Linked DNA regions of Mus musculus: all the other regions are linked to region 3. A link is a contact called in public Hi-C data. All regions are on one chromosome and are shown on one strand. Each heading gives the region's core, a stretch centred on a gene start, on an enhancer-like site or on the middle of the called end of the contact. The rest is flanking DNA. Distances are from core to core; before and after follow the strand shown.

The links. Hi-C and Micro-C count contacts between places; a contact is called where the count stands out from the background.
Region 1: a contact with region 3 is called in a Hi-C map of the N1E-115 cell line, with 4 times the contacts expected there. The contact joins two enhancer-like sites. A contact is called at or near these places in 3 of 15 datasets of contacts at CTCF or cohesin (the NIH/3T3 cell line, large pre-B cells and pro-B cells), 2 of 484 Hi-C or Micro-C datasets (the N1E-115 cell line and cerebellar granule neurons) and 2 of 115 datasets of contacts at active chromatin or transcription factors (embryonic fibroblasts and embryonic stem cells).
Region 2: a Hi-C map of the N1E-115 cell line shows a contact between it and region 3, with 8 times the contacts expected there. The contact joins two enhancer-like sites. A contact is called at or near these places in 2 of 484 Hi-C or Micro-C datasets (the N1E-115 cell line and cerebellum).

What each region holds. Positions count from the first base shown.
Region 1 is chr4:47,996,777-48,001,340 of GRCm38.p6, forward strand. No RefSeq gene overlaps it. Among named protein-coding and RNA genes, the nearest start is that of Gm52735, 33 kb to the left of the region's middle. Within about 2 kb of position 1,740, at least 4 of the 459 cell types and tissues checked have an H3K27ac peak or open chromatin away from gene starts, as enhancers often do. A contact at or near this core is called in the N1E-115 cell line, where this site is marked.
Region 2 is chr4:47,128,700-47,133,246 of GRCm38.p6, forward strand. No RefSeq gene overlaps it. Among named protein-coding and RNA genes, the nearest start is that of Gm52731, 19 kb to the left of the region's middle. Within about 2 kb of position 1,537, at least 45 of the 459 cell types and tissues checked have an H3K27ac peak or open chromatin away from gene starts, as enhancers often do. A contact at or near this core is called in the N1E-115 cell line, where this site is marked.
Region 3 is chr4:47,501,511-47,506,272 of GRCm38.p6, forward strand. No RefSeq gene overlaps it. Among named protein-coding and RNA genes, the nearest start is that of Gm42283, 9.0 kb to the left of the region's middle. Within about 2 kb of position 1,346, at least 31 of the 459 cell types and tissues checked have an H3K27ac peak or open chromatin away from gene starts, as enhancers often do. A contact at or near this core is called in the N1E-115 cell line, where this site is marked.

The sequences.
Region 1 (4,564 bases), core at 490-2,989, 500 kb after region 3:
CAGATGCAATAACTTAAAAGTAGGCAAATGCATTCTAGTGTTTATCATCCCTTACATAATAAGTACAGATAGAGATCTAGAGCTTATTTTTAAAATAAAAAAAATTAACTAAGGCTCAAAATAAATATATTCATCAAGGAACAATAGTCTTGTAACAATGTTGCCTCTAGCAAAGTACCTTGGAGTGATGAATCACTGTACTTGCTGATCTTACAAGTTCACATGTAATTACAGAGGCATGGAAGTTGGGGGCTGGTGTGGCTGTTTCACACAGAAACCTAGCAGCAGACATCTAATAAACACAGAGAGGTTTGTACTCAAATTATGTAAGAATTACAACAACCCTACCAGGAAAAAAAAATCTCTAGTCAAACTGTAAACTGATTTTTCACTTCCGTTTCTGAGTCATTTATTGCAAATAGCAATCCCAAAATAAAAGCACACAATTGGGAAGGGAATCAAGCTAATTTTGTAAAATATATATATATTAAACTATTGATTTCCAGAAAAACAGGATCTATCTTCCCCTTCCCTCCCCTTTTCCTCTACATATTTATACATCTGAATAGATTTGTTATATATAGTCTTTAGTGTATATGTTTACATATACACAGGGAGAGAGAGAAAGAGAGAGGGAGAGAGAGGAATCTTAAGACAGATACATAGATTTAAATGAGAAAAGTTTACAGGGAATATTTTTTAAATTACTAATAATGTCTTTTTCTTTTATCTTATATTAATTAAAACCTCCAGATGCCAACTTTTAGTTTACATTTGTGCTTATGTCTTATAATACATGCTGCTCCTTTCTTTTAAAAATTAAGATCTGAATGAGGTCTCTGTTTACCAAAGCCCAGCTCTACAGCCCTGCCATCTTGCCTGATTCCGAGAGCTAGCTGACCCTCTGCATCCCTTTCTTCACAGCCTTATTTCCTGCACTTAACTATGGGCTCCCCACTCAACTGTTTATCTGTTGGAACTTACTGTCACCATCAAGACCTGGACCTCTCAACTTCAACTGATCATCTTCAAATGTTGCAAGATGCCCAGTAAACCTCTACCCTGGTACCAACAAGCAAAACAGAGAATGAAAACACCCACTTTCCAGAAGCAAACAGAATCAAAAATATCTCCATTCCTAAAAATGTAAAAGCTCCAGAAATGAGTTTCTATTCTCCTTAGATACCTAGGTGCCTGCCCAGGTGTAGCTCTTTCTTCGATATGTCTGGTCCCCAGGCAACACAAAAATCTGCCAGTTTTTCACAGAAACCTTCCATGGTTGTTCTGTAACCTCAACTACTCTAGATCCATTGATTCTAATAAGTCTCCTTTTTCCATAATATCTGTGAATCGAGCCTCAGCTGGACATGTTAACTCAATGGGCTTGGCATTCCTAGCTGTGTTGAATGAAATCAGAAGTGTAGCGTTTTGGTGACTTAAGATGACAAACATTCCATGCCTGTCAAACCAGGAGACCCAGGAGCTGGCAGAAAAAAAAAAGGAAAAAAAAATCCCTGAACTTTGCTCAAAGAAAGTTCTGAAACTAACTGATGATGTTTTGTTCTCTAGCAATCAGTCAATGGTTCCTCTGAGTCATCTACGTTAGACAGAGATTGGCTATGTTGGTCAAAAGCTAAAAAGGCTAGTCGGGGCATTCTTCTGTGAGGCTGAGCCACCAGCATGACAGCCACAAAAGTCACATTGAGTATCACTGGGCAAGCAAGATCTTTGTCCAGAGACCAGCATGCTTGACTGAAAGGAGTTACTTTATAAATAATGTCTAGAGAAATGAGACTTCCCAGCACAGATCTGAAATGGCTTAATTTCGAACATGCATGCTGGCTAAATACAGTCTCATGCGTAGACAGATACATCATTGTTAAAGTGAGAAGAGAAAAACCTATTAGTGAAATTAAGGAAGACACATCCTTAACAGGCGTCCTGGTGTTCCATCTCACAGTTCTGGCCCCTTGCCCTTATGTGATGGATGAAGCTGATAATAGAAGAATTACAAACTGGGTATAAGGGCAACATTTTTCACTTGGAAAATCAAATTTGCTGAATTAGCAGCCACCAGCCCATTGGACGGGGAGCCCAGACATTGCACCACTTGTAAGAACAAATGCAGCATGATAACAGCGAACAGCTCGAGAAAGGGTGCAGAAGCAGCTCTCTCTTCAATTTGCTCGTCACACTGATGAGACTAAACAGAGCAGCCATTGCTTCTTCTCAACACCCACGGTGTTATACTTTCACCTCTTAAAGAAAAACTGAGTTTATATTTGCAGGAAATGACCAGCATGCCTAAAAGAGATGCCATAGGTAAATTCGTAATCCAGAAACTCAGTATCCACATTTCAACACCCCGGAGCACTGAACTTTGGTGTTCTTGAAATCAGTCATGGAAGTTATCCATAGCCACCGTCCATCACACATGAGTTTCATACATGATCAGAGCAGACCTTCAGTCAGTGTGCTGTGGAAATAGAACACAATAAGGAGGCCTGTGTGCACATGTGTCTGGGATTCACAAATGAGTTTCAGGAGGATAGCAGAGTCCGAGATACCCAGCAAGCTTTTCCATGCCTACAATAAAATATAAAAATCATGGCAAAAAATGTACAATGGGGGGAAAGATCATGATAAGTAATCTTAGATTTTATGCAAGTTTTTAAAGTAGAAGACAAAAGAATCAAAATGCAAAAGACAAATACAAATGGGATGAGATAGAGTAAACATAACTGACAAAGAATCAATATGGCCAGAGAATGCACAGACTTATAAACAAGCTATGAATGACATAAGTAAATACTGCACCAATGTAGCAGTGCCATTCACAAACACAGAAACGTGTTAAATCCCACTTACCCAAAACGAAAAGACTAATATGAATAAGACTTTTTTTTTTGCTTACCCAACTAACAATACTTTTTTTTCAAACAATACTTAATTATACATCATCCCTGCCAAGATCAGTAGAAAGGAGATAGAGTGAGACTTGTGGTCAGACGGAAGCTGTAGGGAGCGGCCTCTCATCCTTCCTCCCTGTGGTGGTGCTGTGGTCAGAGGTGCTCCTGCATTCCAACCTGCAATCCTATGTCTCGACAGGCACCCTCTAGATGATTGTGGACCTCACCTCCCAGGTCCAAGCTTCAGCCGTACTTTACTATACTAATCTTTTGTCAGTGACAATCTTTGACCTCAATCTCGGAGCTTGTGCCTCCTTGTCTCTTACTTAGAATTACTAACTTCTGCTGAATCTTCACAACCTGAACCCTTTCCTGCAAAGGCCATTGATATGTGCTCTTTCTATCTGGTAGAATGCCCTGGCCTGGCCTCCCCCTGTCCGATCTTGACATGTTGTAGTAGGACATTAATCTATATCATAGAGGGATGAAAAAGCAGCCAACCCTACTGTATACTGCCTCTGGCCCAGCATCACACATTATTCAATGGTGCGCGACAACTTCTGAGACCAGTGAGAAGCATCATTTCTGTCCTACCTGTGGGGAAGATGGAAAGGTACTTCCAGTCTCACATAGCTGCTGATTGCAGCCTGCAACATTTTGACTCCAAAGTGCCCCCCCCTTAGCTCCCCATGTAATCAAAGCCAGAGCTTTGATTATATACAACACATCTGAAGGCTGTGATTTTACTTACAGAATAAATCTTTATTATAGCGAACAATACAAAGATAAAGTCTTACTGCTTTTACAGCATCTAGCAGGACAATCAAATATTTCCTGGGAAACCAGTCAATACTTAAAATGAACAGAGCTTGATATTATTTTTATGAAACATTATTTTCTATGACCATTTTAAGAATAGGAATTGACAGGTTAAAACAAAATCAAACAAACACAAAAGTCATCCCATCCCATAACACTGAATGAACATTGACAGAGAGGCAAGCACAGTCAAGTGTGTGTGTGTGTGTGTGTGTGTGTGTGTGTGTGTGTGTGTGTGTGTGTGTGTGTCAGGGTGGGGTCTTCTCTGTGGCTCCAAGATGGAGACTAAAGTTTACAGATGAAACTCCACACAATATCCATATACAGAGGGTAGACACCTTCCTTGGTCCCTAGAGGGCAAAACAACCATACTATCAACCCACTCCTTTGTTGTAGTCCACCTGGGAATAATTAGAGTCCCGAACCTCTTGGAGTGCCTTATTCACAGTGAGGCCATTATCTTTTACCCTATTCCACAAAGCCAAGTTCCCTGAGGAGGTGGGGCACTGCCACTCGCAAACAATTCCTTGCAGAGCCAGGAAAGGCTTTAAGAGAGAAACTAGGCATCCCTCTGCTCTGAGTGGACAGAACAGAGCCAAAAGAAGAGACACCCTGGTAGCAAGCACCTCTGCCCTTCTCACCCCACAGTAGCAGAAGCAAATCTCTGCGGTTTCTATCACAGCAGAGGTGGGGGGGGGGGAGGAGAGATGGGTAAACACTGCCATGTACACAGCCAGGAAAGATGAAGCGATGCCCTGCTAGACAGGGGTCTCTGTGTGCTATGGCAGACCTGCCCCTGACCTTCTCTAAGAAGCTCAAACTACAAGTTGGAGGCC
Region 2 (4,547 bases), core at 287-2,786, 370 kb before region 3:
GGTGGTGGTGTCAGCTCGGAAATAGGACAGTGCTTCTGTGGAAGACAAGACAATGGTTTTTAAACTCCTGTAGATGTGAGATCCATGGGCTGGGTAGATACCTGGCAGGCACCCAGAGGCCACCCAGTGCCACGTGTGGTTGTTGGGGGAGACGGGGGCTGTCGAGGAAAGGGTGTGCTTGCAGACACAGCAAACCAGAGCGGAATTGTAATGTTGGTGCTTCACACACTGTTTATAACTGTCTTCTGGATTCGGCTTGGTTGAAGTTCTGGAGGTGTCAGCGGGGCCTCGTTTTAAACTGAGCCTTCACAGCCTGGCTGTGCTGTGTTTGACTGTATTGGGTTCCAATCTTGGGAACAAGTGTTGAAGGTTTCACCATCTGGCCTGGCATATCACACCTGCAGTATTTACTTGACAAGAATGACTGGGAATACGGGCGTGCTTCCTGGTGGGCTGGGGAGATGGCTAAGTGGTTAGAGCACTGACTCCTCTTCCACAGGACCCAAGTTTGATTCCCAGAACCCACATGGCTGCCCACAACCATCTACAACTCCCGTTTCAGGAGATCGAACTCCCTCTTCTAGATCCCTCAAATGCCAGGCATGAGTGTGGCACACAGATACACATGCAGACAAAACACTCATAGAATAAAATTGAAATGAAGAACAAGCTGTATCCTCCATTTCTTTATTCATAGCTTTGGAGACTTGCTTTCTACAGGGGTTATGTTGTCTGAGCTTGTCAGGTCGGCGGGGGAGGGGGGCACTGTGGCTTCCCCTGTGCAGCTTTTACTCAGGATGATTATAATTACCACAACCAAAGCACTATTGTAAGCACATTCTACCAGTGAGCTCATTGGATTCGCAAAATACCTGCCAAGATGCCAGGCCACACAGACCCTGGCCCTGTTTTAGATAGAAGTATTGAAGAGGGCTGAGAACTGGTCTTAGGTCACATAGCACCCTGGACTTACTCCAGAGTTGAGTGGTTGCTGCTCTCTTGCTTCTCAGAGGGGAGAAAAAGTGACTCACAGGTCCCCAAGGGGCCCATAGCTCCCACACCCTGATGTTAGGCCGGCTCCTCAACTCTTAGCCCACTTACACAACAATAGCTATCAGCAGCCTGAATGAATGAGTCTGTCCCACTTGGAGAGCACAGAAGATTTTGTGGCTGATTTACATTTCTGTAGAGAGTTCCAGAACAAGAAGAAGCCAGGGACTGTGCCCCACGTGTGGAACCACTTAGGAGCCAGACTGCCGCTCCCTCGTATGTGAATGCACTGAGCAGGTAGAATTCCATCTGTGGCTTCACCCTCTACCATCTCTTTCTTTAAAACAGGGCAGGGGCTGGGGGACGTATTTCCTCAGTCTTGCCTTATGAGATCCCTGCTGCCCTGCTGGAGAGGCCACAGTCAGAGCCCACATCAGCTGTGATTGCTCCATCTAGCCCTTCCTCGCCATCTTCCACTCAGTCCCTGTGGAACGGAGGCTTCTGCCCCAACTGCTGAATCATGAAATGTCTGTGAATCATCTTGAAATTTTTATAAGGCAGGGGTCAGTGAGAGAGGCTGCTCATGGGAGCCTTAAGAGAGATTTCAGCACCCTACAAGGATATACCAGATGTGTGTGCCCGTTGGCACAGCTCTGGTGTGGTCAGTCAAGAAGGACGACAGAGCACCACTGGATTCTCATGGATCACAGAGCTGAGAACGCAAGTGACTGCTGTAGGCTCTGCAGGGACTTCAGGAGTCAAATGCTTACCTCTCCGTCCCTGCAGAAATCCCCCATCTGTGTCTCCAGCACACACAGCCAGCCTCAGCCTATCTCCTGCCACTAAACACACATCCTAACATACATCCAGGTGGTGCTGGCATAGGTCTCCCTGGGACTTCTATTCTTGCTCTAGATCTCATTGGAGGCCACCCAGTGTGTTTGCTCTTACCCCCTGGATGGTCCTTAAGAAAGCAGATGTTCTGGAGTCTCCTCTGCCCGAGGATAGCCCTCCAGCCTTGCTGCTTCCACCATCCTGCTGGGGTGTGGTTTTCATAATTTACGAGGGAGAGAAGCAAGTGCCAACATTAAATCTACATTTAACTGGAGGTCTGAATTAGCTTCTGACCAGGCCACACTGACCTCAGATACCTCAGAGGTGATGCAAGTGATGTTGCTGGGTAGGCTGTGGGATAGACAGGGCAGAATGTGTGTGTGTATGTGTGTGTGTGTATCTACAAGAAGGAAAAGGCCTGCTGATCACAATGGAACCTACCTAACATCCCACCACCCAGGAGGTGGAGCTGGGAAGATGAAGGGCTAGCCTGGGATATATAAGAACCTGCACCTCCCCCACCCACAAAGGTGGAGAGAGCTGGTGGTATAAAAGAACAAACTCCTCTGTTTTCCCTACCAGGAAGTCATAATAATAATAATAATAATAATAATGATAATAATAATAATAGTTTAAGATGGAAACATCTTGAGGAAGCTGGGTAGTATGCTATTTGAACATGGATGCAAATCCAGGAATAAGTATGCAAGCATGAGGGTGAGCTCTCAGTCTGGAGTGGGAACACTCACTGGATGGGAAGGGGAGGGCCGGGAGCATAGACCAAGCGGTGGTACTTTTTGCTCTGGCTTATTCCCAGAGATAGCTGGGGACAGAGGTGTCAGTGAAGAGAAACCCCATTGTTGCTCTTCACCAGGGTCCTGTGATGTCTGCTACAGCAGAACAGAAAAGCACAGATCTTCAGAGATGACCAAGCCTCAGCCATCCTCCATAGTTTTAATTTTTCAACTCGTCTTACCCATAATTACTTTAGCTCCCTGGAAAAAATTAGATTCCAAGAGTTTCAGGAAGTCTAAGGGTCATTTCGGTCCAGGGGCAAAGAGCGATGGGACAGGGGGCTGCTGTTTCTCAGAAGCCTCCTGAGCCACACATGGATTCTTGTTGATAAAAACTGTCATTCAGCCAGGTGTGGTGATTCATGTCATTAGTTAAAGCATTTGGGAGGCTGAGGCAGAAGGATTGCGGTGAGTTTGAGGCCAGCCTTGTCTACAGAGGAAGTTCAATAAATAAGAATAGCAAATAACATAAACAAATATACAAATAAACAAAGACAAAGATGTATCTTTAAGAACACCTCTAAGTGGAATCTGATTCCAAACCCTTATCAAGAGAGACAACTAAGGGCCAAGGGTGGACTTAGGTGGTCAGGAGAGGTGAGGTCGGGTGGTGCTGTAGCTGAGACTGGTGCTACCTTCAGTTTGGCTGCTTGGACTCTGGGCAAGCCACCTTACTGATGAGCCGCTCACAACCAAGGATAAGGAGAGTAGGGTCTGGGCTGGGAGGGAGCACGGAGCTTCATCTGAGTTAGGGTGAAATGCTGCTCCTCCCAACCCCCAAGCCAATTTGATGATGCACAGGGAACACTCACTGAGGGAGGGATGCAGAGCCCACCCAGGCAGGACTCCAATGTCTGAGACCTAGAGAGAGCTGGGGACAGAGTGGTGTCTGTTGCAGAGCTAAAGAGCACAGGCTTCCCTCCCTCCACAGGGGTGAATTTTCTTTATTCTTCTTCTCCAAAATTACTAAGATCTCTGAGGAGAATAAGAATCTGAGAGTCATAGGAGTCCGGGGGGATCATTTCCGCTGTCTTTTCATCGTGGAGTTGGGGTGCCACCCCAACCTCTCAAAGGAACCAGAAGGGGTTGGTTCATGCTTCCTGCCTGAAGACACGTGGCTCCTCTGAAATCCTCTGGGCTGGAATTTGGAGAAGCTGAGAGCTTGCCCCAATGTGAGTGGACTTCATTTCACAGCCTTTGGAACCAGAAACTGCAGGGAAATAAAAACTGCTTTTCTGGGTCAGAATCTGTGATGGTTCTGGGAACTTGTCCATAGAACAAATTGATTTATGGGGACCCAGCTGTGAGGAGCTGCACACAACAGGGCTCAGCGGAGATACACTCCAGATGTGGCCTCATTAAAGGCAGGGCTAGAACAATAGGGCCCAAAGGCATCCTCAGTCTATCAGGCCATGAAGACAGGGTGGCCAGGGCTCTGTGCTGTCACACCACTGTTGTCTTCAAGCTGGAAAGCCAGTGAGAACGTACTCTGTCCAACTCCACCAACTACAGATGGAAAACCAGAGGCCCAGAGAGGGAAAGTACCAGACCAGTGTCACACAGCGCCAGAACTCTCATTTCCTGTTGCTGGCCCAGGGTCTGTCCTAGCTCAATACTGTCTTTGATTCAAAGTAGAGCAGGCTTGATTCTGCCACCTTCTGATGGTGCCTTTGGGTCTATCCTGTTGCTGTGTTATCCATACTCTGAAAAAAAAAAAAACAACTTGAGGGAGAAAGGGTTTGTTTTAGTGCACAGCCCTATGAGGTCTGTTGTGGTGGGGAAGTCAAGGGAGAAGAGCCTAAGCAGCAGGCACAGTCAAGAAACAGAGAGGGGCGTGTAGCCAGTCTTTGGCTACTTTGTGGGTTCTTCTTTCTTCCACCCTGCCCCACCCCTTTGTTTCCACCCTTTCAACCCCAAGACTAGATAGGA
Region 3 (4,762 bases), core at 96-2,595:
GAATGAAAACGAAGCCGGCATAGCACTGCCTTTGGTTCCTCTGGCCCCATCCCCTGCGTTCAGGCTGGTGCGAGCATCCCAGCTGCTCTCTCAAGTTTCCAGGTAAAATCTAATGAATTACGCTGAAAAACAAGGCTGTGTGATTTGGATCCTGACTTCTTTGAGTGCTGATCATGACCTTGGGATTTATAAACACAGACAGCTGTCGTCCCAGATGACCTAGCAAATTGTGTTTCCCTCAAAAGCAGAGCCCAATTAGAAGCCTAAAGCACAGGGCGGTGCAGAGGACTAGATGACTTCCTGCCCAATGCAAGGTAGGAGGAGGCGGCTCACCAGGAAGCCTTTCACAGTAGCATACACAGTATGGGCGCCCAGCACACAGCAACCATCCCCACCTCCAATGGGACAAGTGCACTGGCATGAGATTTCATTCTCCTCCTCAGAAAGCCACACAACTGAAAGTGTATGAGTCATTTCTTGAATTTTCCATGTGACCTCTGTACAGGTAACTGAGAAAGAAAAACAACAACAACAACAAAAAAAAAACCAAAATTCTTCAGACAATGGGGCTACTGTAACGGTAGTTTGAGACACATGCCAATAATATTATAATATTAAAATGTCAATATTTAAAAAGTATCATCTTTAAAATCTGATTATTGGGTATTAAGTATCGACTCGGCGTTGGGCTGAGCATTTATCATTATTATTACTCCTGTTTATAGATAGATAATCTGACATGCAGAAAGGTCAGGTGCTTCGCAAGGGTCTTCTAGAAACGTGTGGAGATGGTCTGGACTGACATTAGGTCTTCTGAGGGCACAGCCTCGGGAGTGGGCTGGCCTTGCGCTTCCCTGGTTCACTGAGAATCGGGAGACATGGACTCTAGTGTGGACACTCCCAATTTGGGATTTGAATCTTCACAAGTCCCCTCCTTAAACACAAAGCTAAGCAAGACTCAGAGTCCAGCATTCCACCCCCTTAATGTACTAGAATTTTCCCTACCTCCCGATCTCTGAGACATATATTCATCCTCTGCCACTGTCAGCCAGTCTGGCCTAGGATCTTTACCCATCTTTAAGAGATGGGTGGAGTAGCTCCCCCTGTGGAACCCTCTGGGAAGGGCAACTTCAACTCCCTCCCTCCCCCCCCCCCCCCTTTCACAGATCTCTGTTGTACAGCCTTCCACAGTCTTCTGATGGACTGTGAACTTCCCAAGGGCAGACACTGGTTTCTTTACCACAGCGATGTCAGCATTTGGTAGGTGTGGGCCTGGTGTGGTCTTCTGTCCAGAAGGACTCCAGAACTGCCCTGGTGGTTATGATGCAATTTCACACTACTTCTGATAGGTGGCGCTGTGGCACATAGCAAAAAAGCCAACCTGTCTTCTACAAAATCCAGGTCCTGTGGTCTGTGGGCAGACCGCACCCATTTCATGGCGTTGGAAGATCCTTAGCCAGAAACCCTGGAGAAGTGTTTCCCTGTTCTACCCACCTTATGTGTTTTGAACAGTAGCTTCAGGCTTTTTCTTCTCATTTCTTCAGATTTAGGAAGCTGGGGCTCCTGCTTTCTTCCCTCTGTGGCAGACCATTCTCGTGTCCATAGCTGGGTTGTTGTAGGCTTAACTGTAAAACATGTGATCTGCTGGCTTTTGTCAAATGTCATTCTCACTCATGGAGAAAAGAAAAAGTACAGTTTAGGATCTCATGGCTACCTTTCCGACTCACAGGGTTCCTAGCATTTCTAATCCGCTTTGTGTCTGTTCTCATCGGCCGTGCGTTTGCTCTCTCATGGTTTCTTTCTGCTTTTCTGTAAGCACAATAGCTGGTGTTCTTGTCCTTCTGCAAAGGGGGTGGGGTGTGGCATTGGACTGCACAGTTTTGAAACTTGCTTTAGTCATTTACTGTTTGTGTGTCCTTGCACAAGGTTTTAACCTATTGGAGACTCCATCTTCATCTATAAAGTGGGGACTTGGATAGTAGCTATCTAAAGGCAAGGGTGTATCAAATAAGTCCTCAATAATGCATTTTAGAGAGGACTGAGGCTTAAGTACTGCAAAGAGTGTACAGTAGAATTTACAATTAGAGTCAACCAATTCTTTCTTTCTATCTTTCTATCTATCTTTCTATCTATCTTTCTATCTATCTATCTATCTATCTATCTATCTATCTATCTATCTATCCTACCTGAGACAGGGTCTCATTATGTAGCCATAGCTGGTCTTGAACTCACAATCATTTTGCTTTGTCCTCTTGAGTGCAGCATTACAGATGTGCACAACCACGCCTGGCTTGTGCACATTGAACCGTAACGAACTTCTTATCTTAGGTTGTGAATGTAAAAGATCAGAAGCATTGTGGAAGGGAATTTGATAGTGGGAAAGAAAGAGCCAGGACAAAGCCGATTGCTAATTTCTTGTTTATTTGGAGTGCCAAGCTGGACACAAGACTGAAGAGATTCCTGATAGCAGTGTCCATTCTATAAAAAATCGTTAACGAGGCCAGAGACGGCTCAGTCAGTAACGTGCTTGTTGTGTAAGTATGAGAATCTGAATTCAATTTCCCAGAATCCATGTAAAAAAGCTGGGTGGGCGCGGCAGCGTATGCTTGTGATCCCAGTGCTGGTAAGGCAGAGGCAGGAAGAGCCAGTTAGCCAGGGGAGCCAAATCAGCGAGCTGCAGAGACTGTCACAAAAACCAAAATGGAGCGTGATTAAGGAAGACCTTCAGTATTGAATTCTTGTATACACACAGACACAGACACAGACACACATGTACACAGTCTATGGAAATACTAAAATGGTTGAACGATGACCTGACCACATGATAGAATTTAGCTATTAAATGGATTTCTATGAATTATTAATAATGTGGGAAAGCATTATTTAAAAAAAAACATTTATTTTTGTGTTGTGGTGTGTGTGTGTGTGTGTGTGTGTGTGTGTGTGTACAGGCCAGAGGTCAATCTCAAGTGTCATTCCTCAAAAGTGTCTACCTTTATTTTTTTTGAGACAGTGCCTGCCATGGGACCTGTGGCTACCTATTCAGTTAGACTTAGTGGCCAGCAAGCCCTGGGGTGGCAGTGGTGGCAGTGGCAGTGACAGCGGTGGTGGTGTGGGATTGGGGTTCCTCCTGTTTCTGCCTCCCCACACTGATATTACAGGTGCTTGCCACCACACACATCTATTTTCAAGGCTTCTGGGGACAAAGGCAGGTTCTTATTATTGTGGGGCAAGCATTTTTATCCACGGAGCCATTGCCCCACCTCTAAGGGAATTTATTATAGCAACAATTATGGCCTTTTCTATTTTCTAATTGCCTAACCGATCCTGACATGAACTCTGTGAGGCTCTGTGACAGCCAGAAGGCAAGCTGGGGGTGGATGCCTGTGGGCTTTTTCCTTTCAGCGAGGAGTCTGATTCTGTTCTATCATCGGCTATTTTAAGGCTTTCCCATGATTCCTGCCTCGAGGCCATTCTGAAACTGTTTTGTTGATAACACCTTCCTTCTATGACTCAGTAGGTTTTTCTCTTGCCTTCCTCAAACTTTCCTTTTTCACAACAAATTCCATGACCACATCACTGCCTCCCCCATGTTACCCTGCGCCACACTCCCTTCCCATCCAAAGCAAACAGTACTCTATCCCCTCTGAAGACTGAGTCAAGATGGCTGATCTCAATCTTTTCTACATCTTTTAAGTCCAAATAAAAACTAACTGTCTGGGCAGGTTGGGGTTACACTCTCCAGAGGAAAGGATGACTAATTTGATGTAAGAGATTGGGAAATTTGACCAACTATTTTGGAATAAAAGGAGCGAGATTCCTATGGCATACCACGAAATAAATTCCAGATGGACTACAAAGTCCTAGGAAAACCCGAGGACGATATTAGTGAAGGCCCCGTCTCAGGAGGGAGCGGCTGCCTAGAGATTTATGACATGCAAAGGCTTATGTGTCTACATGAGCACAAATTGCTTCTGAATCAACCAAGCCCCAAATGAAATGGAAAACAAATAGAATACTTGTGGCCAAGATAGAGCTCCTTCAGATAGAAAGTCTTTGGACGTTAATAAGAAAATCTGAGCAAGTCATTACAAGACGAGCAGAGACAGCACATTTAGAGATAACACACGAGGTGGGCAGTTTTTGCAGCACATTGAGCAGGTAATTTATTTAAAGAACTCCTCTGATCCATAGAAAAAGGGCAAATAACTCAACATACAGCCCATCATAGGCCACGAGCAGGCAAGTCCCCAGGAGAGAAATAAGCATGGCCGACAGAGACTCAGCCTCACGGGTGACAAGGGAACACAGCTGGAATCCTCCATTTCTTCCCGATGTATCTGTCACACCTGTTACCCAAGAACTCAGCATTTGGGACAGTGAAGCAGGAGGATCAAGCGTGTGAAGCCATCCTGTCTCTGTAAGAAAAAAGAGGGGAAGAAAAATAAAATTGACAAATGAACATTCAAGAGTTAAAAGGAAACAATGGTTGTGGATGTAAAGATACACACAGCTGTGTTTTTCTCACACACACTCACACTCACACAGACAGCACACTCTCACACACACTCACATTTACACACATTCTCACACACACTCACATACTCACACACTCACACAGACAACAATTCACACACACTCACATACTCACACATACTCACACATTCACACACTCACACACTCACATTCACACTCACACACTTATACTCACAAAGAAACTGTCCATACACACTCACATATGCACTCACACACTCACATTTAC